Linked DNA regions of Mus musculus: all the other regions are linked to region 3. A link is a contact called in public promoter capture Hi-C data. All regions are on one chromosome and are shown on one strand. Each heading gives the region's core, a stretch centred on a gene start, on an enhancer-like site or on the middle of the called end of the contact. The rest is flanking DNA. Distances are from core to core; before and after follow the strand shown. Region 1 holds the start of Epb41l2 (erythrocyte membrane protein band 4.1 like 2). Region 2 holds the start of Stx7 (syntaxin 7). Region 3 holds the start of Enpp3 (ectonucleotide pyrophosphatase/phosphodiesterase 3). Region 4 holds the start of Moxd1 (monooxygenase, DBH-like 1). Region 5 holds the start of Vnn3 (vanin 3).

Region 1 (4,621 bases), core at 293-2,792, 520 kb before region 3:
GGGCTGCAAGACAAACCAGATTTCTCACAGCAGGAGCCTGCAAACAAACTGAATAGCACAGGAAAACCTGTACAAGCACTGCAACTTCTAAACTTCATCTCCCACAGCCAAGAAACGGATCGAGTTTTCCTCAAATCCACGGGAATGTCTGACAGGGTAGACTAAAATGTTGCTAATGCAGCGTGATAAGGCAATGAAGAATACAGAGATAATGAACTCCCAGAAAGAAAGAAAGAAAGAAAGAAAGAAAGAAAGAAAGAAAGAAAGAAAGAAAGAAAGAAAGAGAGAGAGAGAGAGAGAGAGAGAGAGAAGAAAAGAAAAGAAAAGAAGAAAGACAGACAGGAAGGACTGAAGAAAAATGAGTGGAGAAAACTGAGACCGTTTTTGTTTTGTTTTGTAGCTAATCACAGAAACAAGAACATACTGCCCTGCACACCCCACATTTCACATGCAACAAAGTTCAAGAAACAGAGAGAATCTTGATTCCCAAAGGAGGAAATGTAAGTACAACTCCCCTAGATGCCACCGTGCCTACCACTCTCCCAGGAACCTTAAAAATCAGGGACAGCTGTTCAGGTGACAGATTTTCTGAAGGGCTTCCTCATTTTGTAAGGAAGCTCCACGGAGACCACTCCCCAAAATAAGACACCGGGGGAAGAGGGCGCTCTTCTAACTTCACCCCAAATAAATAAATAAAACTTGGCCCCGCCTGAGGCTGGCGTCTGGGGACATTTAATGACTAACGTCCACCGCAGACGTCTGGGGTTGAGGATGGGGGATCCCGAGATGCCAACCTCAACGCCACCGACTCGGTTATTTCCTCCTCGTAGCCCCTGACCTGCAGCTCACCTAAACTGCTCCCACCCCTCAGCTGCCAGCGCCGAGAAAAAGAAGCCATCGGGGGCGGATGGCCTGGTGTCCGAGCTGGAAGGCTCGCCGCAGAAAACGTGCGAGGGTGTCTGTCCTCAGCTCCAGACCGCACAGTGGGCGGCGGGGACAGAGGGTCGCCCGCGTTGGCCCGACCTGCGGCGCGCGTGGGGCTGGGTGGCTGGCGGGGCGCGCTCCCTCCCCGACTCCCGCAGAGCCCACGCGCGCCGCGGGCCCGCGTCTGGCGACCCTCGGGAGAGAGGGCGCGGCGAGCCCCCGGCACCCAGGATGGAGCCGCACGCCTCGGCAGGGCCGGGGCGCGAGAGCCCGGGGACGCCGCCGCGGTCCCCGCCCGGGAAGGAGAGAGACGGGCCCGCGGCCGCCCCCTCCCCCGCCCGGGATGGCCGTCCGGGCTTCCTGCCGGGGTCCGCTTCCCGCCTGCAGCGTGTCAGGACCCCGCCCGCCACTCCGCAGCCCGCTCGCCTCCTTACCCGGACACCGCCCCTCTCGAGCTTGCTCGCCCCGGGAACGCGTCCCGTTCCAGCCTCGGACGCCGCCGGCCCTCCGCACCCGCCGCCTCCACCCTCCTCTGGGTTTCAAATTGAAATTCCCTGACTGGGGCCGTCAGAGAACTCTCCGCGCAAGCCCCGCCCCCTCCTGGCGGAAGCCCCGCCCTCGTCCCCCGCCCGGCACGCCCCGGGCGCGGAAACCCCCGCGGGCAGGCCACGCCCCACGGCCAAAGCCACGCCCCCGGCGCCTGCTGGCGTGGGAGGGGGGCCTTCCCGAGGGGTTCGCGCGGCTCTCGGGCCCAGTGCCCCGCCGCAGGGGTGCGTTTCGCCCTCGGAGCGACCCTGGAGATAATGACAGCCAGTGCACGTGTGCGAGGCGTTCTTTCTGAGTATCTTGGCCTTAAATGCCCTCTCAACTTCGAAAAGTTCTTTCTTCGGAGTGCTTTCACTAACCAAACCTTCACTGGATGCCTTTTTCGTGGTAGACGGTAGAGCAGGTCCAGGAAACCGAATAAGGAAAGCCGGGTCCCCCCTCAGTCTGCAGTGAAAGAAGTGCTTTCACAGGATAGGCTTGAAAAGAATCCATTTATTCTTCCTGTGGGAGAGGCAGGAGAGATTGGGTAAACCCTGTGGAGGAGAGGCGCTTTGATGCTCAGCCTTACTAGTCAGGATATCTCCCGGCAGAGAATTGAGAACCTAGCTTGCAAAGTATAATGGGGATAAGGCAGTGACAAAAAATTAAAATAAAAAAATACACACACGTGATATGTATATATTATATATATGAATGATATAGATAGATAGATAGATAGTGGTAAGTTTTACACATTAGTACAATTAGACCTCAATCTCTTCTACTTATTTCATCTTTTCTGAGCATTGCATGTCAAGCTGTCAGAGTGGCAGCCCACTGCCTCCAGCATCTTCAACCCCACCCTGTGTTCTTCTAGTCATTTGCTTCCTCCCACCTCTAATAAAATCTTTAATGATTCACCTCTGCCAATTTCCTTCCTAAACATTGTAAAATTAGCAAGATCAAATTAACCATCAGTAGCAATGCCTTGCGTGTGGATACTTCCCAGGTAATGGCACACATGCAGGTGTTTTATCAGCTGGTTCCTCGCTATGAAAAGGGTACCTACATCAAAAAGAAAAGAGTTGGGGAAATAAATTACTTGCTAGAATCATCCTTGTAAATAATAAAATTATTGCTATAATAGCATTTGTTGTGTGTCAGGAACTTGAGTTGACTTAGTTGACTTCAGTCCCAGACGCTAAGAACACAAGGAGAGTTTGATAAGCTGTTTAATGAATACTGGAATCCTGATTACATACATTTCTAGCATAAAGAAGGCTTGGAATAATTGGTGTTGCTTTTCTGTTGCTATGAGGAAATGCCTGAAACAGATAACTTTGAAGAGATTTCCTCATGGCGCCATAGGCTTCTGTCCTTGGTCACCCAGTCCTTTACTTTGAATGGGTGGCAAGGTATCACGGCAGGGACCACATTGAGCAAACTACCTCATGGAATCTGAGAAGCAAGAATTGAGAGACTGAGGTCCTAATATACCTTCCACTGACATATACCCAGTGACCTAACCTCCTCCAACTAGGTCTCACATGCAAAAGTTCCCACCTCCCCACAGTATCATTAACTGGGGACCAAGCCTTTCAACCCAAGACCTTCAGGGAAATAATTAAGACCTGGTCCACAGAGGCAGCTCCCATAAACCAAACTTCAAGATCCAGTACTTTCCAAGACATTGAAATTAAATATCTGTAATTTGGATTCCATACTAAGAATAAGACATATTTCATTTTTGTTTGAGACAGATGTTCACCATGTTGATCATGTACTGGCTGGTTTGGTGTGTCAACTTGACTCAAGCTGGAATTACCACAGAGAAAGGAGCCTCCCTCGAGGAAATGCCTCCATGAGACCCAGCTGTAAGGCATTTTTTCAATTAGTGATCAAGGGGGAGGGCTTATTGTGGGTGGCGTCATCCCTGGGCTGGTAGTCCTGGGTTCTATAAGAAGGCAGGCTGAGCAAGCCAATAACATCCCTCCATGGCCTCTGCATCAGCTCCTGCTTCCTGACCTGCTTGAGTTCCAGTCTTGACTTCCTTGGTGATGAACAGCAGTATGGAAGTGTAAACTGAATAAACCCTTTCCTCCCCAACTTGCTTCTTGGTCATTATGCTTGTGCAGGAATAGAAACCCTGACTAAGACAACCACACTTGCCTAGAGTTCCTGGGCTCAAGTGATATTCCTACCACATGTAGCTAAGACTACAGTGCAGGTTCATACCACAGTGTTGAACCTGAGTTCAATACGTAAGTTTGGGGCCCATAAAACCTTGATCCACATAGTCCCAAAGGTGGCTTGATGAGGACCTGAAATCAGAAGCCAACATCCAGGTAGCAGCCAGGTATAGTACTGCAGGTGCTTATAACCCTAGCACTTTGGGGTCAACATTAAGGGATGAGTGAAGCTTGCAGACAAGTAGCCTAGGCCAAAACACAAAAGGACTAAGTTCAGAGGGAAAGCCTGCCTCAAAAGGAAGAAGACCAAAGATGATAGGACAATTGACACTCTTCTTGGGGTTTCAAATACAGATGAATGATTTTTAAAATACCAATGCAAACTTGTAAAATGAACATATGTATAAATAATAGAATATAATGTTATTATAAAAAAGATTCTTATATAGTATTCTCTGCTGCACACTGTGAGTCATTTCTACATGCTTTGTTGTTGTTGTTGTTGTTGTTGTTCAGGAAGAGATGCTGAGACAAGGTATCAAGCTCTTACGTAGCTTTTCTTGATGGTTTTATGTCAACTTGACAAGAGCTAGGGTCATTTTAGGAAAGGGGATCTCAATTGAGAAAATGCCTCCATCAGATTAGCCTGTTTGCAAGCCTGTGGTGCATTTTCTTGATTGATGACTGATATGGGAGGGCCCTGGTCATGTGCAGGGTCATCCCTGGGCTTGTGGTCCTGAGTGCTATAAGAAAACAGGCCATAGCCTGAAGGTGGCATGTATCTTTAATGTCAGCACTCTGGAGGCAGAGACAGGCAGAGCTCTCTAGGTCTATATACAGGACATCCAGGGCTGTGCAGAGAAACCCTGTCTCAGAGAGAGAGAGAGAGAGAGAGAGAGAGAGAGAGAGAGAGAGGAGGGGAGGGGAGGGGAGAAGAGAAGAGGGAAAGGGAAAGGGAAAGGAAAAGAGAAGGAAAAGAGAAG
Region 2 (4,403 bases), core at 997-3,496, 690 kb after region 3:
GAATCTTGAAGACTTCCTCTGAGCAGACACTGGCTTAAAATTTAGCCTGCTCAAATCAAATGGTCAGTTTCACTTTCTTAATCATGAAGCCCAGCATAAAATATGAGTTTCCTCCTTTGTTCCCCAGGTTTTAATTTTTGTGTGTGTGTGTGTGTGTGTGTGTGTGTGTGTGTGTGTGTGTGGTGTGTATGATGTGTGTGTATGGTGTGTGAGTGTGTGTGGTATGTGTGTGCAGTGTATTGCGTGTGTGGTGTATATGTGTGTGTGGGGTGTGGTGTGTACGTGTGGAGTGTGTGTATGGTGTGTGTGTGTGCTGTGTGTATGTGTGTGTTTGTGTGTGTGTGTATGTGTGGTGTGTGGGGGAGTGTAAATCTTGGACTTAGTCTATTCTCTAAGTACTTGGCTACAAAGTAGATCCTGAATAAATGTTGTAAGTCTGAATGAACAAGTGTACCGATTTCCTATGAACACATGCCCAGCCTAAGAGTAAATATAAACATTTCTAAAATACTGTTTCAGGCTTATTGCTACCTGGGCTTTTCTCAGTGTCCCTTTCTATCTGTAGATGGCCCTTTCCATGATACACACCCAGCCCCTTTGAGGACTAGCTCTTTGTCTCAGTAAGGTGTTATCACACACTAAAGATGCCAGGTCTGAAATGAGAAGTCTCTATCAATGTAACTTCTACTTCAAGCGATGCATCATACTTAGAAGATGGGAGCATTCACACTCTTTGTTTTCAATTCCTAAAACAAACAGGAGAGGAATCATAGGAGACAATCAATCATGAGGGTGCTCAATCTTCCATATGAGTATTCGGTCCACAAGTGCATCTTTGCCCAGCTCCTTCATCAATCCAAACGCTACACTGTTTGGTTTCAGCTTAATTAACCAAGATTTTTTTTCCTCCACAGTTTCACACATTAATATTTCAAGTTACACTGAACCAGAGAAAAATCCACACAGACTTAACTGTGGGAGTTTTATCTAGCAGTACTAGTAGACATAGAGGTAATATTTCCCTGCAGTACTGGGGACTGAACCAGGGCCTTGTGCACACACCATTTAGTGGCATATAGCTCAACATAATTATTCATAATTTTCCACCAGCAGCGTATGGATGAACTTGGGATAATAATCAGAATTAGAAACGACTGTTAATCAGGAGCAGCATAAGAAGTGAGCTAGCTGAAGGAAAAGAACCCAGAGGTCAGTGAGTTAATACTGTGTTCTATTAACTTCCCCAGACACTGGGAAACTACAGCCTCGTTCTTAACTAGTCACAAGCCTGGGGGCCAACTTCGAAAGCAGCTTGCAAAGCCGAAGACCCATCGGCACCACAAGGCACAATTTAACAGTGTTATCAATCTCTGTTCACTGCGGCTCAGAGTACACCTAAAAGAAATGCCTACCTCCAACAGGACCAAACCAGTGTTTCACAGTTAATTCCTTTTATTTTCCTGATTGTGGAAAACTTGTAAATAATAATTCCTGACAAAATACGAGATCTGACGCAATCAAAAATTGATATATGCATATAAAATGCAAGCAAAATTTTAACAGCTATAAGGAAAAATTAGCATTTGACTGTAAAGCTTCCTTCCTCTTCCCACCCTCGTCCAAGCTTTTTTTTTTTTTTTGGTCTGAATTTAACCTAGAAAACACATATGCGAATTCTCGAAATACCTTGTTACCTTGTTATGTGTCTTGCATAAATCAATTGAAACGAGCACAAGGTAGGTCAAAGAAAGTTAGCTTGTGTGAGTAAGGCCAACAGCCAAGCAAAGGCCCTGGGCCGCGGAACGAACCTGTGGCCAGATGACCAGGGCCCATCGCGTTTCCCTTTCTGTTCTTCGGAGGAGAAGTTGACAGAGAATGGGAACACGGTCGTAGCCTGCCAGGATCTGGCGGTAGTATCCGGTCCCCAAGGCTCCATTGCCGCGCGCCCCGGTGCTCGCACGTCGCGTCCCGGAGTCCGGAGCGGGGCGTGGGAGCCCGAGAGGGAGGCGCCGGCCCTGCGCCCTGGGGAGCCCCGCTCTGCGCACCCCAAAGCAACCACTAGCGAGCTGCAGTTCTGAGGTGTCCCTCCCGCCCCCCTCTCCCCCGCCTCTGCAGTCTCCTCTTACCCTGACCTCGCCGGCTTCCTCGGCCACCTCCAGCCGCTGTCACCCGGGGGCCCACTGCCTGGCGCAGCCGGTCTCAGCTGATGGGCGGCGGCACAAGCACGCCCACTGCGCATGCTCGGGGCACAGCCCCAGGAAGGAGGAGGCGGGGCTTGCGTCTCTCCCATTGGCCAGTGACAGCTGAAGCTTGGAGGGACTGGCAAAATTGCTGGGGAGCCAAGCTCTGATGGGTGACAAAGTGATGTCTATGGGCAACAGAAGAGGAAGCAATACAATAGAGAAGAGCTGGGTTCTTTATTCGGAGGCGCCAGACTCCCTGGACTGAGGGAGCACTCTCAGCTTTTAAAGGTTCTGTTTCCTAACCCTCAGCTCTGTGGTAGACTTGACAACTCCATTTTTAAAATGTCACTGCAAAAATGTCAAGGCAATCCTAGCTAAAGCCCCGGAAGGATAAATGAAAGATAATCTCCTAATGCCCACTTGATAAAGATGTTTTCCTGGCTCATAGTTGGTATCGCATCCTTGAAATACAGGATGTGGTTTTCCCAGGCTTTAAGAGCACACACTGTTCCAACAATAACTCTTCAAGCATGTGACCTCTCGGATGAGAAACATCAGTTGTTCATGTGAAAGAAATACTTTGCCAAATTAATTAGAATAGATTGCCTTGGATTTGCCTATAATTAAGATGGTGTTATTTCTGGAAAGAGCATGAAAACACATGATACCAAAAGTTCGATAGACTTCAAGTGGAGGTAGGGGGAATCCATACTATTGTGAATCAGAACCACAGAGCAAACTGTATGTTGGTTGGTTTTACACCTGCAAGCATACGTAGATGACTTAGGTCAGACTCAAACACAGCGTCTTCTCAGTAGGATCCACCCAGTGGATCAAAGAACATGTACTCATTTAAAGTCATGTGATTCAGCTCGGGCCATGGTGAACTGTTGAGGTTTGCTGTTTTGTCCAGCACTGGAAATTGAACCAAGGTCCTTGGACATGAGAGGCCTTCACTCTGTCCTCTATCTCCAGTGGTTTTTGTTGTTGTTGTTGTTGTTTTTGAAACAAAGTCTACACAGGTTACCCAGATATTAACCTTGAACTCACTCTGTAATCCAGGTAGACCTTGAACTTGCAACCTGCCTCATCGTTCAGAGTACAGACCTGTATCATTGTCCCGGGTTGTTTGTGGTTTTGTTTTGAGGAATGAGGGATCAAACCCAAGGCCTCACATTTCAGGTAGTTGATCTACCCCTGAGTTCTACCTATCATCTCCACTGTGAACTTTTAGAAGTATTAGTCCATCATAGTGACATTGTATGTTTTCCAAGATACAGAGGAAATTCAAGTTTTTCTTTGAAATCTCTCCCTTTTTCAAAATTGTTTTATTTTTAAAAATCATTCTTTGACAAGGCAATAACCTCTAATAGAAAGTCATGTTAGCTGTTAAAGCTACAGAGTCCCTTTTAGAAAATCTGGTTCTGTTTCCTCATAATACAGATTAAGGAACCTGAAACACCAAACACTTCTAAGTCACACAGGTAATTAGGAACAACAAAGCCTTAAGTGTCCTGTCCAGACTCTTGAATCCTTCCTGCCACCGGATCCAGACAACTAATATCTGCTGAGAGTCTATTCTGAAGCAACTATCAAGCCTTGCACTACAGATTTCAAATTGAGTAGAATATGGTGTTTTCCTATCTGGCAGTGGTACCCTCCACATGACACCACATGCTGAGATGGAGATTTATACAGAGCCTAGCGGTAACCCAAAAGATGACTGCCTCGCTGTAGTGTCAGTAGTGGTTTTTGAAGTAAAAACAGGAACGAAATTTTTAAAAGTTATATAAAAGTTTCACTGGAAGACAACATGGAAAGGAACATCTCAGCCAAAGAAGAAGTGTGCATGTTTATTTTCATGTGTATAATTTATAATGTGTAAATGTTTACTTTATTTGGATAAAGCATGTTGCGTGAACTCAAAAGTCAAGACCCTAAAAATGCAAATGAGATTCTTAAAGCAAATAGCCTCTGTCCCACGTTAAATGACTGATGGGAGTTGAGCTACTACAAGATATTGAGGAAAGGTACTAAGTTCTCTTACTCCCTGCCACATAGGAAAGTCTGGGAGAAGAAAATTAAAGGGAAATACTACAAAGAAGAAAGGCAATAATGTAACAATATCATGCCCATAATGTAACAATACCGTGCCCATAATGTAACAATACTATACCCATAATGTAACAATAGCAGGCCTCCATAAAAAACTTCATCAGG
Region 3 (4,323 bases), core at 836-3,335:
AGGAGGGATGGGGCAGCAGAAAAAGAGGAAGTACTTCTCAGCAGGAGGGATGGGGCAGCGGAAATTTTTCTTTTGGCGACTACACGGGGAAGCAAGCAGGAACTTGGAGGTATCAGGGTACATCTTGAGGTCAGGACATCCGGCGCTGATTTAGGGCTGGAACAATCTGTGGTTGTTCTCAGAGCGATGTGTCGGTGGCCTGCTTTTGACCCCCTTTTCTTCTGGGGGGGGGAGGCCCAATTCAGAGATCAGGACAATAGTGTTGTCTTAATAGCTCCCAACACTTGGCATGGAGATCTTGAGGCATAGTGGCTATGAATCCCAGGAGAGTAAGGCAGGGAGAGCTCTGAGTTCAAGATCATCTGGAATAAAGCAAGTCCCAGATCCAGGCTTGGTGGTACACACCTTTAATCTGGTCCACACCCCACACCTTCTGCTGGATTCCAATTTGTGGACATTGGAAGAAGGAAGACTCTTTTCTTTGACTGCTTGCCTTGTGGGACTGAGTAGCTGTTAGAGCCTTGGACTTCCATTCATAGCTGCTGCTGACCATTGTTGGGGAGTTGGACTACAGACAAATTCCCTTCCTATATAGAGACTACCCATAAGTTCTGTGATTCTAGAGAACCCTAACAAAATACCATATAATGCAAAAAACAGTGAAAACATAGTATCTTAGTCTATCAATGTGAAGAGACACTATGACCAAGGCAACTTTTATCAGAGAAAACATGTAAGTGTGGACTTAGGTATATTTTTGAAGGTTAGTCTATTATCATCTTGCCTGGGAGCACAGTACTGGAGAAGACAGTACTGGACAGTACTGGAGAAGTAGCTTTGGAGAGTTTTGCATCCTGATCCATAGGTAGGAATATATCTATCCATCCCTCTATCTATCTATCTATCTATCTATCTATCTATCTATCTATCTATCTATCTATCTACCTACCTATCTATCTATTTATTTCTCCATCTATCTACTGAGACTGAGAGAGAGGGGGGTGGGGGAAGAGGGGGAGGAGACAGTGGACTTTTGAAACTTCAAATCCCACCCTCAAGGGACACACTTTTTCCAACAAGACTACACCTCTTAATCCATCTGATTCCTAGAAATAGCGCCACTCTCTGGTGACTAAGCACTCAAATATATAAGCTTATGGGAGCCCTTCCTATCAAACCACCACACATACTATTTTGTCGTTTGCTTTAAAATAATTCTTAAACTGTAGACATTCTAAAATGTAAGATACACTCCTCTCATAATTAAAAAAATCTTTATAGTAGTTTCAGAATTTCTATTATAATCAAACACATTTTATTTTGTTTTAATTACTTAATGTATATTGTGTGTGTGTGTGTATGTTGGGGGCGGGGTGTGTGTGTGTGTATGAGTGCAGGGGGCCTTGGAGGACAGAGGAGGAAATCGGGTCCCCGGAGCTGGAACTGCTGAGCAGCCTGACAGAGGTGCTGAGATCTGAACTTTCTCTGCAGAAGCAAGCAAGAGCTCATGACTGCTGAGCTGTCTCTCCAGTCCTCCAGTCCTTTAATAAATGTACTAGCTTGCAACTGCAGCATGACATCTATATGGATGTACAAACTCCCTGTACAGGGCTTCTTGTCAGCCTTTGGAAGATTGAGATAGGAGGGCTTGGAAAACCACTCTGACTAACATGGTATATGATACTGCCAAACACACAAACAGAAACAAAACCCAGAAAGCAACCGAGCTGGGGTGGAGCTCAGCTGGTATGAAGCCATGGATTCAGTTCCCAGCAATTTGTAAATTGGGGGACACATGATGTAATCCTGGTGCTTAGGAGATAAGAAGTGACACAAGTTCTTTCCACAGACAAAAACAAAACAAATGAGTAGCTTTTTATAAGTGTGATTAATATTCTATTCTTGCTATCTACATATCCCGATTAGTATGCATTATTACTTCTAAAGCTGTAAAGAACTGCTGTCCACAATGTCCGAGAGAGAAATGGACTTTATTCTGTGGGCAACGCTGTTTGTTAACAAGGCTTTTCCCTCTTCAATTGACCAATCGCTACAGAGCTCTGCTTTTCTCCCGGATTTAAAAGTCAGTCACAGCTGGGGCAGGCAGGACAGTTCCTTTTTCCCTCCCCAGAGGGAAGAAAGAGCCTTATTTTCTGGCTAGACAGGTTTACACAGCTACGGGAACAATGGATTCCAGGCTAGCATTAGCCACAGAGGAGCCCATTAAGAAAGACAGTCTCAAGAAATACAAGATCCTTTGTGTGGTAAGCAAAACTGTTCATTTTAGTCTTACAAGCTTGGTGGCAGATTGAAGTGCCTGCCTTCCCACTTAGGCTTGCTTGTGTCGCTATTAAGTCAGAATGTGAAGTAATTGTGTCCAGCATTAGGTTTGTTTGTGTTGCAATTTAGGTTAGAATGCTAAGTTATTGTGTCCAGCATTTCTGACAGAAATCTGAGACCGTGCTGGACTGATTTTGTTTTCCACGTGTTTATAATTAGAGCGCAAGCAATTTTTGACTGGTACGAATACTGTACGAGCAAGAATTTAGCAACTGAAATCACTTGACACATACGTCTTAAGGATCTGTTGATCTTTATCAACATTTCATTCTGTTTATTTACCATGTGGAGATTACTTCTTTTGCTTCCTTCCTCACTTTGCTCTGTTCCCCCCCCCCATATGAATTAAGTGCTCCTTTAGAGACTAATCCACCCCCCTCCCCTGTTTCCTATCTGAATGTCCCTAACAATACATGAATGTTGTTGAGGGTTTTATCTTTTTCTTTCTTTTTTAAAACGTTCTCTCCCCCTGCTTCCTGGATAATCTTGAAACGCTCGTTTCCAAGACATACTTGCTTTTTGACGGACTTATCTTTATCTTCATTGAATGTTACTCAAGACCTCACTCTACATCCTTCTTACCCAGTGATCTTTTCTTTAGGCAATCTGTGTGTTCCCCTGAGATGTTAAATGATACCTTCCCCCAACCCAAGCCACCATCATCTCCGACTTCTTTTTGGATGTCTCCTGCCTGACTACTCACCCAGCACCTCCAGCCAAAACCAAATGCAGTATTTTTTTTCACATCTGGCTGGCTGCAGCTGCTCTCAGATTCCTCGGGCTAACATATGTCAGCTCTCCTTTCTGTTTCCCAAGAAAGGTCAAGCAGTTTGTAGCTATGACCCGTGAGGACAACAAATCCTCAGTAGCTCCTCAGAGTTTATCTTTCCAGGACTTACACAGCCCTCCTTGCGGCTTTCTTGCCCTTACCTTTGTCTTAGTTTGTCACTCAAGGAATCAAACCCCTTGGGAGCTAAATCTGGGTCCTAAATGTATTTTTAGATTGTTCTTTTCTTTTTCTTCCTGAGGCACCTGTGGGCAGGCACACAGGCTCAGGTTTCTTTCCCCAGGACACTTCCTACTCTTTCTCTAGAGACACTGGGTTTCAATGGGGCCTGGGGCTTGTGGATTAGCATAATTATGCTGGCCCTGGAGCCTTGAGGATGCTCCTGGGCCTTCTGCAGCTGTGCAAATGGACAGGCCCCACCCTGATGATCTGGGTCCTTGTGTTTATAATGTAAACACTGAACTGAAGGAGGGTAGCTCTCTGGCCCAAGGATATAGACATTTACTCTTTCTAGCACATTTTCTTCTTCCTTATTTTGGGGTAGGGATTGGGGGTGGTTCCGAGACAGGGTTTCTCTGTGTAGCCCTGGCTGTCCTGGAATTCTATAGACCAGGTTGACCTCGAACTCAGAAATCCACCTGCTTCTGCCTCCTAAGCGTGTGCTACCACTATCTGGCTTCTTCTCCCTTATAAGGAAGTTCACTTTTTTGTTTGTTTGTTTGTTTGTTTGCTTGTTTTTTGTTTTTTGAGACAGGGTTTCTCTGTCCTGGAACTCACTTTGTAGACCAGGCTGGCCTCAAACTCAGAAATCCGCCTGCCTCTGCCTCCCGAGTGCTGGGATTAAAGGTATGGGCCACCACGCCCGGCGGAAGTTCACTGTTTTAAAATCGTATCTGGAAAAGGACTCTAATTGTTCCATTTCTTTCTTTCTTTTAAGTTTCAGTGAAAACTTTAAAGGTTTCAGTGGGTATCATGGTACAAACCTGTAATTATAATACTTAGGAGGTAGAGGCAGTAGGGTCAGCTACATACTGAGTTTAAGGCTGGCTGGGCTGATCTCAAAAAGCAAACAACAGAACAAAACTGAAAAATAACACACTTACAGATCTCTACACATCCCTCCTATACTTTATTTAGACAAGCTGAAACCAAATGTTGGGCTCTACATGTTTCAGAATGATGTTCTGAATCTAGAA
Region 4 (4,685 bases), core at 264-2,763, 610 kb after region 3:
CTGGGATCAAATTCTCAGCCATCAAATCCCATATCAGAGATGATGCAGCATCAGAAAGGCTCATGTAAGGGAGGTCAGCAGGCTGCACTCTAGCAGAGGTGCACAGCGCTTACAGGGGATAGCAAGGAAGTGATGACTTGGGGAGAAGTAAACACACACGGCAGGGTGGCTTGAAAATTCGAATTGCTGTCAATTTGTTTCCAGCCAAACATTTCAGCGTCAGAACCGAAGCTATAATACGATAGCCCCTCAGTCAGAATGCTGTGAAATTCCATCTTAGAAGACTGGAGGAAGTATTGAGCTATACACGCTGAAATTCACAAGGGGCATTCTTATGCTGCTCAGAAGTTTTCCTGAGGCTTCTTAGCTAAGGTTTGCATTCTTGCATGGGAGTTGGCCCGTAAGAAAGTGTGTATATCCACTATGACCCATATGAAGTTCAGTACCCAGGAAGTCGAGCTACAGAATTCTGTTCGTTTCCCTACACATAAAGATGCCTGGATCAGGTAGCATCTACCAGAACTCTCTCCCCTAGAGCTAATGGGCAGGGAGCGAATCAGATGAATTTGTCGCCTATTAAAGCGGAAAACCTATCCCTGAATAGAGGGCTCTGCTTGGAGACTCTAGGTTGTGCATGGGTCGCTAAACCTGGCTTCCTCGAGAGCTGTTAATAACAAAACTTCCTTAAGCAAGTTTTCAGGGCCCTTCATTCATCTCGTGCATGCTCTAGTAAATGTTGGTGCTGCTCCTGGGATGCCCCCAAAGCCAACCACTGGAGACTGCGATTCCCAACCTTAGACAGGCAAGTGCACACAGGTCCGACCAGTTAGGTCTCAAAAGCTGTGGGTTTTTTTTTTTTTTTTTTTTTTTGATGGGGTGGATGGAGGGGAATGTGTGGTCTGTGCACAATGGTCGGTGAAGTGGGGCACCAGGATGCGAGCTTCCCGAAGAGGTAAACTTCCCCGGGCGAAGACTGCAAATGACACAGGCAGGGACCCCAGGGCAGGCTCGGATGACCCTGGGGCAAAAAGTGGCAAAGGAGGTGAGATGGACTCTGCTGCACGGAGCCCGTATCAGCCTCACCTTTGGGTGGACTGCGCTGCCCATCGCCCTTCTAGGGCGATCCCAGCGCAGGGAGCTCCCCGAAGGGACCCGAGCTTACCTGGAGGTAGGGCCGCCCGTGGGCCACTCCGCCTACCACGATGTCTGCCGCGGCCATGCTCCCGGTGGGCGAGAAGCCGAAGCCCACGTAGCCGTTCGTGCGTACCTCCAGACGGAAGGCCAGCCTCTCGCCCTGCCGGCCCCAGTGCAGCCAGTACTTGCCTTCGGGATCGAGGACCACGCGGTGCGGGTACGAGCGGCCCGGGCTTCCCGCAGCCGTCGCGGGGAGCAGCGCCCACAGCACAAGCAGTGGCCAGCCGCACATCCTCCTGTCCCGCGCCGCACCTGGGCTGCAGCCACTGGGGGGCGAAGACCAGGGAGCCCAACTTGGGACCGCCCCGGGGCTGGCCGCGCCCGCCCGCTGTCCCCGCCCCCGCTGGTTCTGGGTCCTACCAGGAGACTCCCCAGCCTCTCCCCAGGCATCCACCTGCTGCCACCGTGTATCCTATTTTGTCCCTGAAGTCTGGGTTAAGAGGGCAAGAAGGCAAGGAGCTTCCTGGAAGAGGCGGAGAAAAGGGGACCCAGCCGGGTAGAAGAAAGGAGGGAAAAAAAGGAATCGATGTGCAGACTGGGAGGGACCTAGGAAAGGAATTGGAAAGTGATGGGATAGAAAAGCATCCCTCTCGGGACCATGGGAGGGAAGAGACAGCTGGGAAAATCTGGGGTGCGGAGGAGAGAAAGGGAAAGCACCCCCACCCCCCAGATGGAAACTGCGCAGTTTGCATCCCTGGCAAACTTTTGACTTTTGACTTTCCTCACTGGAGCTCGTAGTGATGCCTGCTCATCCAGCAAGGAAGGCACACCCTCATCTTCTTCTCCCTTCTTTCAGTCTTTCCTCTTCTGGGAGGAGGCAGGGCTGGGGAGGGGGGGGGGTGCAATTCTTAGTTCTCCTGCTGATTTAGCTTTCCGTCGGGTTTTGATTTCTTCAGTTTGGTGGTGAAGGAATGATTTCTGCCTATACAGAAGAGGATTAGGTCAAGGTCAGCTTTCCTCTGAGTCCCTTTATCCCTCACTCTCCAGCCGCTGCCGCCACTGATCCTTTTAAGTTCTGGCCATGGTCTTGTTAGTCTCAAGTCTTGCTTGGCTTGTTGGTCTTTGAACACAGCACTCCTGTATTCCAGATGCTCAGTACTCATACTGAGGGCACATTAGATTCCTCATTAGTTTATATACACTTTACCATATTTCAGAAGCAAACTCTTGTCTGATTTAAAAAAAAAACAAAACAAAACAAACAAAACAAAAACAAAAACCAAATAGGATAACAAATACCGGGAGGACAGACCAAAATACCGATAAGAATATAGATAAAGCACACTGTTGCTCTCTGTACTATTTCTATCCAAGTGTATGTAGATGTCAGTATAGGATGTGTGTGTGCGCGTGCGTGCGTGCACACGCACGCACGCATGTTTCTATTGCTTAAGGTTTCTATTGCTTCAATCGAAACCACGACAAAGCAAGCTGGAAAAATAAAAGGGTTTATTGGACTTATTGCTGTTCATCATGTAGAAAGTCAGGGCAGAAAGTCAAGCAGGAAAGAAACCTGGATGCAGGAGCTGATATTAGAGGCCACGGAAGGGTGCTGCTTGCTAGCTTGCTCCTCTTGGCCTGCTTTCTTATAGAACCCAAGACCACCAGCCCAGGGATGGCACCACCCACAACGGGTTGGGCCCTCCCTTATTAATAACTAATTAAGATAATGGCTTCCAGGCTTGCCTACAGCCCCATCTGATGGAGGCATTTTCTTAACTGAAGTAAGTTCCCTCCTCTCAGATGACTTTAGCTTGTGTCAAGTTGACACAAAGCTTCAAACAAACACAGTGTGTGTGTGTGTGTGTGTGTGTGTGTGTGTGTGTGTGTGTGTGTGTGTGTGAAAGAAAGAGAAAGAGAGAGAGTTCGTGGTGTGTGTGTTTGTGTGTGTGTGTGTAGTATGTGTGCTTGTGTGTGTGGGGTATATGTGTATGTTTGTATGTATCTGTGCATGTGTGTGTGGTGTGTGTATGTTTGTGTATGTAGGTTTGTATGTGTGTGTATGTTTGTGTATGTATATTTTGTGTACATATGTGTGTATGCATGTATATATGTATGTATCTGTGCAAAACCTGTATATCTTTAAACTCTGTTAGAAGGTATCAAGCTTAATTCTTTCTGAAAACCAATTTATATTTATATGAAGTTAACTATTTAGTGTGGAGCTGATGTTGTAGAAAATTTCAAAATATTGAAGTTAGAGCTCTGATTTAAAGATGAAGTAAAATCTTGCAACACGGGAAATAACTATACACACTTAACTCCTTTTTACCTGTGTTGACTAGAGTACTTCAAAACCTTCTGATCTATTTCTCAAGTATGCCCCAAATCTGCCACTTTCTCTATGAAGAGAAATGTTTATTGTTCTAGTTTTCCAGTTTATTATTCCTAAAATAGCCACAATGATGTCAATTAAGTTTTATATTAATATGTACATTATATATAAATATAGTCTTTTCTGAAGGCAATTTTGAGATGGAACTGCCTCCTGAAGGATTTGGGCAGCTGTCTGGAGAAATAATTTGTTCCCAGATAAGAAGGGGCCACTGTTCACAAGGTTAGCCGGTGACAACAGGACAGCATGAGAAAAGAGGGATGTGAGGATCTTGGGTCAAGTTAGAGCTAGCAGAGTATTGAGAGAAGTGGAGCAAAGGGAACAGAGCCCCAGTGCAACTCTGGGGAGGTACTGAGGACAGCAACAGATGGTGGCAGCCTTCCAACTTCAACCATCTACCAGGCTTTGGCTGATGTTGCTGGATTCCACCGGGAAGAAGGAGTGATGTCGTTAGAAAGAGTAAGAAAGCCAACGATGGAGACAAGAGAAATGGGCTGCTATGTCACCGGAGGCAAGCTTCCTATATTGAGTATCCTGTGCCCTCAATGGCAGGGATGTCAGAATAATGAAAGCTAAGCTTTCTGTTTTGTAACCGTTTTGTTACCCTGGAAATGAACACATCAGTTATATGTGCTTCTTGTGCATTCCCATTAAAATTCCAAATTCACATCTGCCAGGACATTTTCTGTCTTGTCACACAATGATGCCACACCTTATAAGATTTCATCCCATTGCTTGCCCCACTTAACCATTGGCTCTGGGTACATGAACACTGCCTCTAGTGTGGGTCTGTTTTCTGCCAGACAAAACAAGAAGGTGCTACATTCCATTTCATCCTCGGGATGCCGGGTTCCCAGCGGACAGTAGCCTAAGATGGGGGTCCCAGCGCAGGTAAGAAATGACACAAGCTGGGCCTAAAGTTGGGGTTCCCAAACTCCAGGACACCCAGATGCCGCTGGAAACCACAAAGAGGGTGGTAGGCACTGGGCAAGGGTGGGGGGGGGGGGTTGGGTTAGTTCAAGGGTGAGTATACAGAGCACAGAGGGACCTTCTGTGGGAGACTTAGGTGGCTCTGTATGACAAAGGCTTCCCCCCACTGCGGTTCTTGAGAAGAGAGACAGTCCTTGCTTGCCCAAACTGTTTATTCATTGTTCAT
Region 5 (4,468 bases), core at 1,883-4,382, 980 kb after region 3:
TGTGTGTGTGTGTGTGTGTGTGTGTGTGTGTGTGTGTGTGTGTGTGTTCATATGTGTATAAGTGCACACGCGTGAGCAGTTGTGTGTGGGTATCCAGGTGGAAGCTGGAAATTGATGCGTCCTGCCTACTCATTCTCTGTTTATCAAGACAGGGTCTTTCACTAAACAGTTTGCCAATTCCTGCTGGTGTGACTAGCTAAGTTTCCCTGAGAATCCCCCATCTCTCCCTCCAAAGTACTAGACTACAGATGGCCTCTATGCCAGCCTGGCTTTTGTGTGGGTTCTGAGGATCTGAACTCCAGATATCGCATTTAATTGGCAAGTGCCCTATCCATTGAGCCACCTCCCTAACAGTTCCAGGTTGTTGTTTTGCTTGGTTTTAAGTAGACTCTCGGTGTGTAGCCCAGGCTGCCTTTGAGCTCAAGAACCAATTTCTGCCACGTTTTTCCTGAGTGCTAGGATTGCAGTCATAAGCTCGGATACCCAGTTGACTTCCTCCTTTTTGTTCTTCAGAGCTGAATGTTCATCATTGGAACAATTCAGTGTTAGAATTTCATAAGCCACTTAAGCCTTCCCGACTTAACAGAATTCAAGCAAGCATGACTATCGGATTTACGGGCACCTTCTCTTCGGAGTGTCAGCTCGAGTGACCTCATAGAGTGAGGTATGTGTTAACGCATGCAGTAGAATGACAGCAAGTAATGACTGCCTCCTGTGCTGGGAGAAGCTTTCAGGAAGAAGACACGGAGTCACTCTCCTGCGCTTCCTGGACACACAGATCATGTGACATTTGGAAAATATTTTCCCAAAGGTAGAAGTCTCAAGGTGAGGCTTGACTCAAATAGCAGAGCTCAAATATGGAAGCTTTGGATTTTCTTTCCAGCTGGCTTCAGGGGGCCAGAATTATGTCTAAAAGCTCTTCCTCGGAGCAGTGGTTCTCAGCCTTCCTAACACTGCGGCCCTTTAAGACGGTTCCTCGTCTTGTGGTGACCCTCAACCATAAAATTATTTTTGTTGCTACTTCTTAACTATAACTTTGCTGCTGTTATAAATCATAATGTAAATACGTGTGTTTTCCAGTGGTCTTACATGACCCTTGTTAAAGTGTTTGACGCAAAGGGATCACAACCCATGGATTGAGAACCACTGCCTTGAAGGCAATAGATATGAGTCTGAACGGGTGCATGCAGATATAAAGTTGGCAACTGAAAGCAGTTTTAAAATTTCCCTACTTAAAAAAAAATCACCTGTGAACTATGCTAAAAGGTAAGGACACCAACAAATCTATCTCATCTTCATTTAAATTAATAAACATAATTTCTTAATTAAATATATATTTTAAGGAAGTTATGCTCAAACCACACTTATTAATAATTTCTAAAATCTCTATTAAAAAAGTTTGTAGTAGTTTACACATGTTTTCTTCTACCAAAAAGAAGTCGTTGTGACCTGAGATGTTAAAAAGAACACTGCAGGGTAAAGGGTCACACACACCATTTTGTTTGACATTCTTGTCTATTCTATAAGGAAAGTAGGGATGGAATTTCATTGCACTCATATTATAGACAGAGAAACATTTGTGCTGTGTACCCATCCACTCAGCTGGGAGGTAGTAAGATGTGGACTCAGAAAGGAAGCTTCCTGTTCAAGCCCCCTGAAACTCCCATGCACCTTACTGACTACTGTGGAACCAAGGTGACGGCACGGTGTTAGCAACACAGGCTCTGGAAGGGTTAGCTTGGGAACCGTTCACAGTTTCCCCAGTGTTCTCCCCTATGGATCCACTCACAAGCCTAACCAGTGTCTTCCTGTAGACTCTCAGGTGGTATATTTATATTATCTAAAAGCTGGCCTTAGATTTTTCAACAGTTTCCAGTTGGACTTCCTTCAGCCGTGATACTCACCCCCTTCTCGCTCTCTTCCCTTTCTCCCTCTCGCCCCTGCCTGCCTGTCTCTGTTTCTCTGTCTCTGTCTATCTCTTATCTCTCTGTCTCTGTGTCTCTCTGTCTCTATCGCTCTGTCTGTCCATCTGTCTGTATCCATGTCTTTACAGACAGTCATAGGTAGTTGTTTTAATGTGTCTCTGGACCTTAGAAACAGTGACTGGAAAAGAAAAAGGAAAAGGAAAAGGAAAAGGAAAAGGAAAAGGAAATGGAAAAGGCAAAGGCAAAGGAAAAGGCAAGGCACACAGGCTCCTTAATCATTTCACTCTTCTTGTGAAGGCTCCTGGGCGAACCCACTGACTTGCACTTGAGAGCTCAAGTTCCAGAAGTACCATTCTCACTTGGCTGAAACTTAGTTAAACATACTTGTGGGGAACAGTTCACATGCTAGATTTTAAAGAGAACTGTTGTCGTAATGAATCAAGTATTCTTAGCCAAAGATATTTGCCACATGAAGGCACAGTGAGTAGCAGACACTATGAAGCATTAGGCCAGTGCCACAGACTGTCTAATCATCAGAAAAAAATAACAAGTCAAGCCTGGTGACATTACTGCTCTATCTCATCGTTAACTCTTTGTTGACAGAGTCATTTACTCTTTGGCATGATGTTACCTCCTAGGGTCTCTACAGGGAATCCAGTTCACTTCAGGGTCTGGTATATCCTCTAGGTAGGGGTAAATGGTCTCCCTGGTGAAGATCCAACCATAGATTCCATCTTCTGGCGTCACAATGATATGTGCACCCTGCTCAAAACAGACATGGAAAGAAAAGTTTCCTCATCATTTTTAAATATCTACATTCTTGTCCAGCTGCAATCAATATCCCATCTCAGACATGAACAAAAGAGTGTTACCTGTCTGGCTGCCAGCTTGATTGCACTCTCCAAAATGTCTATGTTCTTGTTTATCAGGAGCAAAGCCTCTTCAGTGGAAACAGGACTTTCAGTTTTGTTTGGCAGTATAACAGCATGTTCATACACAGCAGCAATAAAAGTGTCCATTGAACCCACAGCCTGGGCAAAGAAGACAAAACTCACTGCCCATTGAGGAAAATGTAATGAAGCCATAATTAAAATAGAGTGATCTCTGAAAATCAGAAGGTTCTTCTACTGTATCTCAGTGGGAAAAAAAAATATTCAGACGCAAGTCGTGATGCCAGCCAGCTGCCTGTGAATATATTATGGAACACGGCATTGAGGAACAGGGTTATGCAAGATTGGCAGAAGTTCAGAATTGCATGAGCATGGGTTTGCAGCAATTGTTGACATTGCTCAGAGGCCAACTCATCTCTAAAAGGGAAATCACTGAACCAACCAGTTGAGTCCATACTAAACGTACTGGTCAAGTTCTTAATTGGTGTATTTTTAAATTAAAGGTATTTTACTAGCACACCAATATTCCCATTAGTACAGTAAATACTGTGGTGTTCTAGAAGACAGCTATCACATCAACAATTTGTTGAGGATTTATACTTATGGCTGCAATAGGGACAAAACAGTCTAAGAAAAGCCTGAGGGTTTTATTTTAATTAGATTTGTTTTGTTTTATTTGTATGGGTATTTTGCCTCTATGTGTGTATCTGTACCAAGTCCATGACTGGTCAGGTCAATCCAGGAAGGTCAGAAGACGGTGTCAGATTTCCCCGTGGAATTGGAGTTTCAGGGGTTATGAGTATTGGTGGTGACAAGGATACTGAGAAACAAATCCAGGTCTTCTGAAAGAACAAGTGTTCCTAACTACTAAACCATTTCTCCAGCCATCCTTTGTTTCATTTGAGAATTTCATACAGGTCTATAATGTGTTTTAGTCAAACACACAAATCCAACCCCCATTCTCACACCTCTTCTCTCTCTCTCTCTCTCTCTCTCTCTCTCTCTCTATATATATATATATATATATATATATATATATATATATATATATATATATATATATATCAGGTCCAAATGAGTCCAGGTTTTCCATAGTTGATGGTAGGGGGAAGGAGTCTCTAGGACAGGAGCCTAGAATAACTTTCCTCTGAGAGGCTCCACCCAGCAGCCAATGGAATGAGATGCAAGACTCATATCAAACATTAGATGGAGCTTGGGGAGCCTTATGGAAGAGCTGTGGGAAGGATTGAGGGACCTGAAGAGAACAAGGACTCCACAGGAAAACCAACAGAGTCAACTAACCTGGACCCTTGGGGGCTCCCAGAGACTGAATCACCAACCAAAGAGCAAGCATAAGCTGGACCTACCTAGGTCCCTGCACGTATGTAGCAGATCTGTAGCTTGGTCATTATGCAGGTCCTCCAACAGAAGAGAGGACTGTCTCTAACTCAGCTGTCTGCCTGCCTGCCTTGTCTGCCTGCCTTTGGATCCTGTTTCCCTAACTGGGCTGCCTTATCTGGCCTCAGTGAGAGAGGATGCACCTAGCCCTGCAGAGACTTGATGTGCAGGAGGCAGAGTAAGGGCTGGGGGTGGGCAATACCTAGAGGGGAACTCCCCTTTCTCAAAGGAGGGAAGAATGCAGAGAGGATTTGC

What was found. Promoter capture Hi-C pulls out the DNA fragments that hold promoters and counts their contacts.
Region 1: a promoter capture Hi-C map of hippocampal neurons shows a contact between it and region 3, with 3 times the contacts expected there. The contact joins the promoter of Epb41l2 here to the promoter of Enpp3 in region 3. A contact is called at or near these places in 4 of 39 promoter capture datasets (cranial neural crest, hippocampal neurons, liver and 1 more).
Region 2: a contact with region 3 is called in a promoter capture Hi-C map of liver, with 7 times the contacts expected there. The contact joins the promoter of Stx7 here to the promoter of Enpp3 in region 3. A contact is called at or near these places in 3 of 39 promoter capture datasets (hippocampal neurons and liver).
Region 4: a contact with region 3 is called in a promoter capture Hi-C map of hippocampal neurons, with 4 times the contacts expected there. The contact joins the promoter of Moxd1 here to the promoter of Enpp3 in region 3. A contact is called at or near these places in 2 of 39 promoter capture datasets (the 3T3-L1 cell line and hippocampal neurons).
Region 5: a promoter capture Hi-C map of liver shows a contact between it and region 3, with 2.4 times the contacts expected there. The contact joins the promoter of Vnn3 here to the promoter of Enpp3 in region 3.

What each region holds. Positions count from the first base shown.
Region 1 is chr10:25,356,719-25,361,339 of GRCm38.p6, reverse strand. It overlaps Epb41l2 (erythrocyte membrane protein band 4.1 like 2), which reads right to left and starts at 1,542. Exons shown (of 20, transcript NM_001199265.1): 1 at 1,359-1,542.
Region 2 is chr10:24,147,132-24,151,534 of GRCm38.p6, reverse strand. Stx7 (syntaxin 7) reads right to left here and starts at 2,246. Exons shown (of 10, transcript NM_001358563.1): 1 at 2,127-2,246.
Region 3 is chr10:24,833,957-24,838,279 of GRCm38.p6, reverse strand. It overlaps Enpp3 (ectonucleotide pyrophosphatase/phosphodiesterase 3), which reads left to right and starts at 2,085. Exons shown (of 25, transcript NM_134005.2): 1 at 2,085-2,264. The coding sequence starts at 2,187.
Region 4 is chr10:24,220,345-24,225,029 of GRCm38.p6, reverse strand. Moxd1 (monooxygenase, DBH-like 1) reads right to left here and starts at 1,513. Exons shown (of 12, transcript NM_021509.5): 1 at 1,163-1,513. The coding sequence starts at 1,426.
Region 5 is chr10:23,850,126-23,854,593 of GRCm38.p6, reverse strand. Vnn3 (vanin 3) reads right to left here and starts at 3,132. Exons shown (of 7, transcript NM_011979.2): 1 at 2,798-3,132; 2 at 2,557-2,687. The coding sequence starts at 3,010.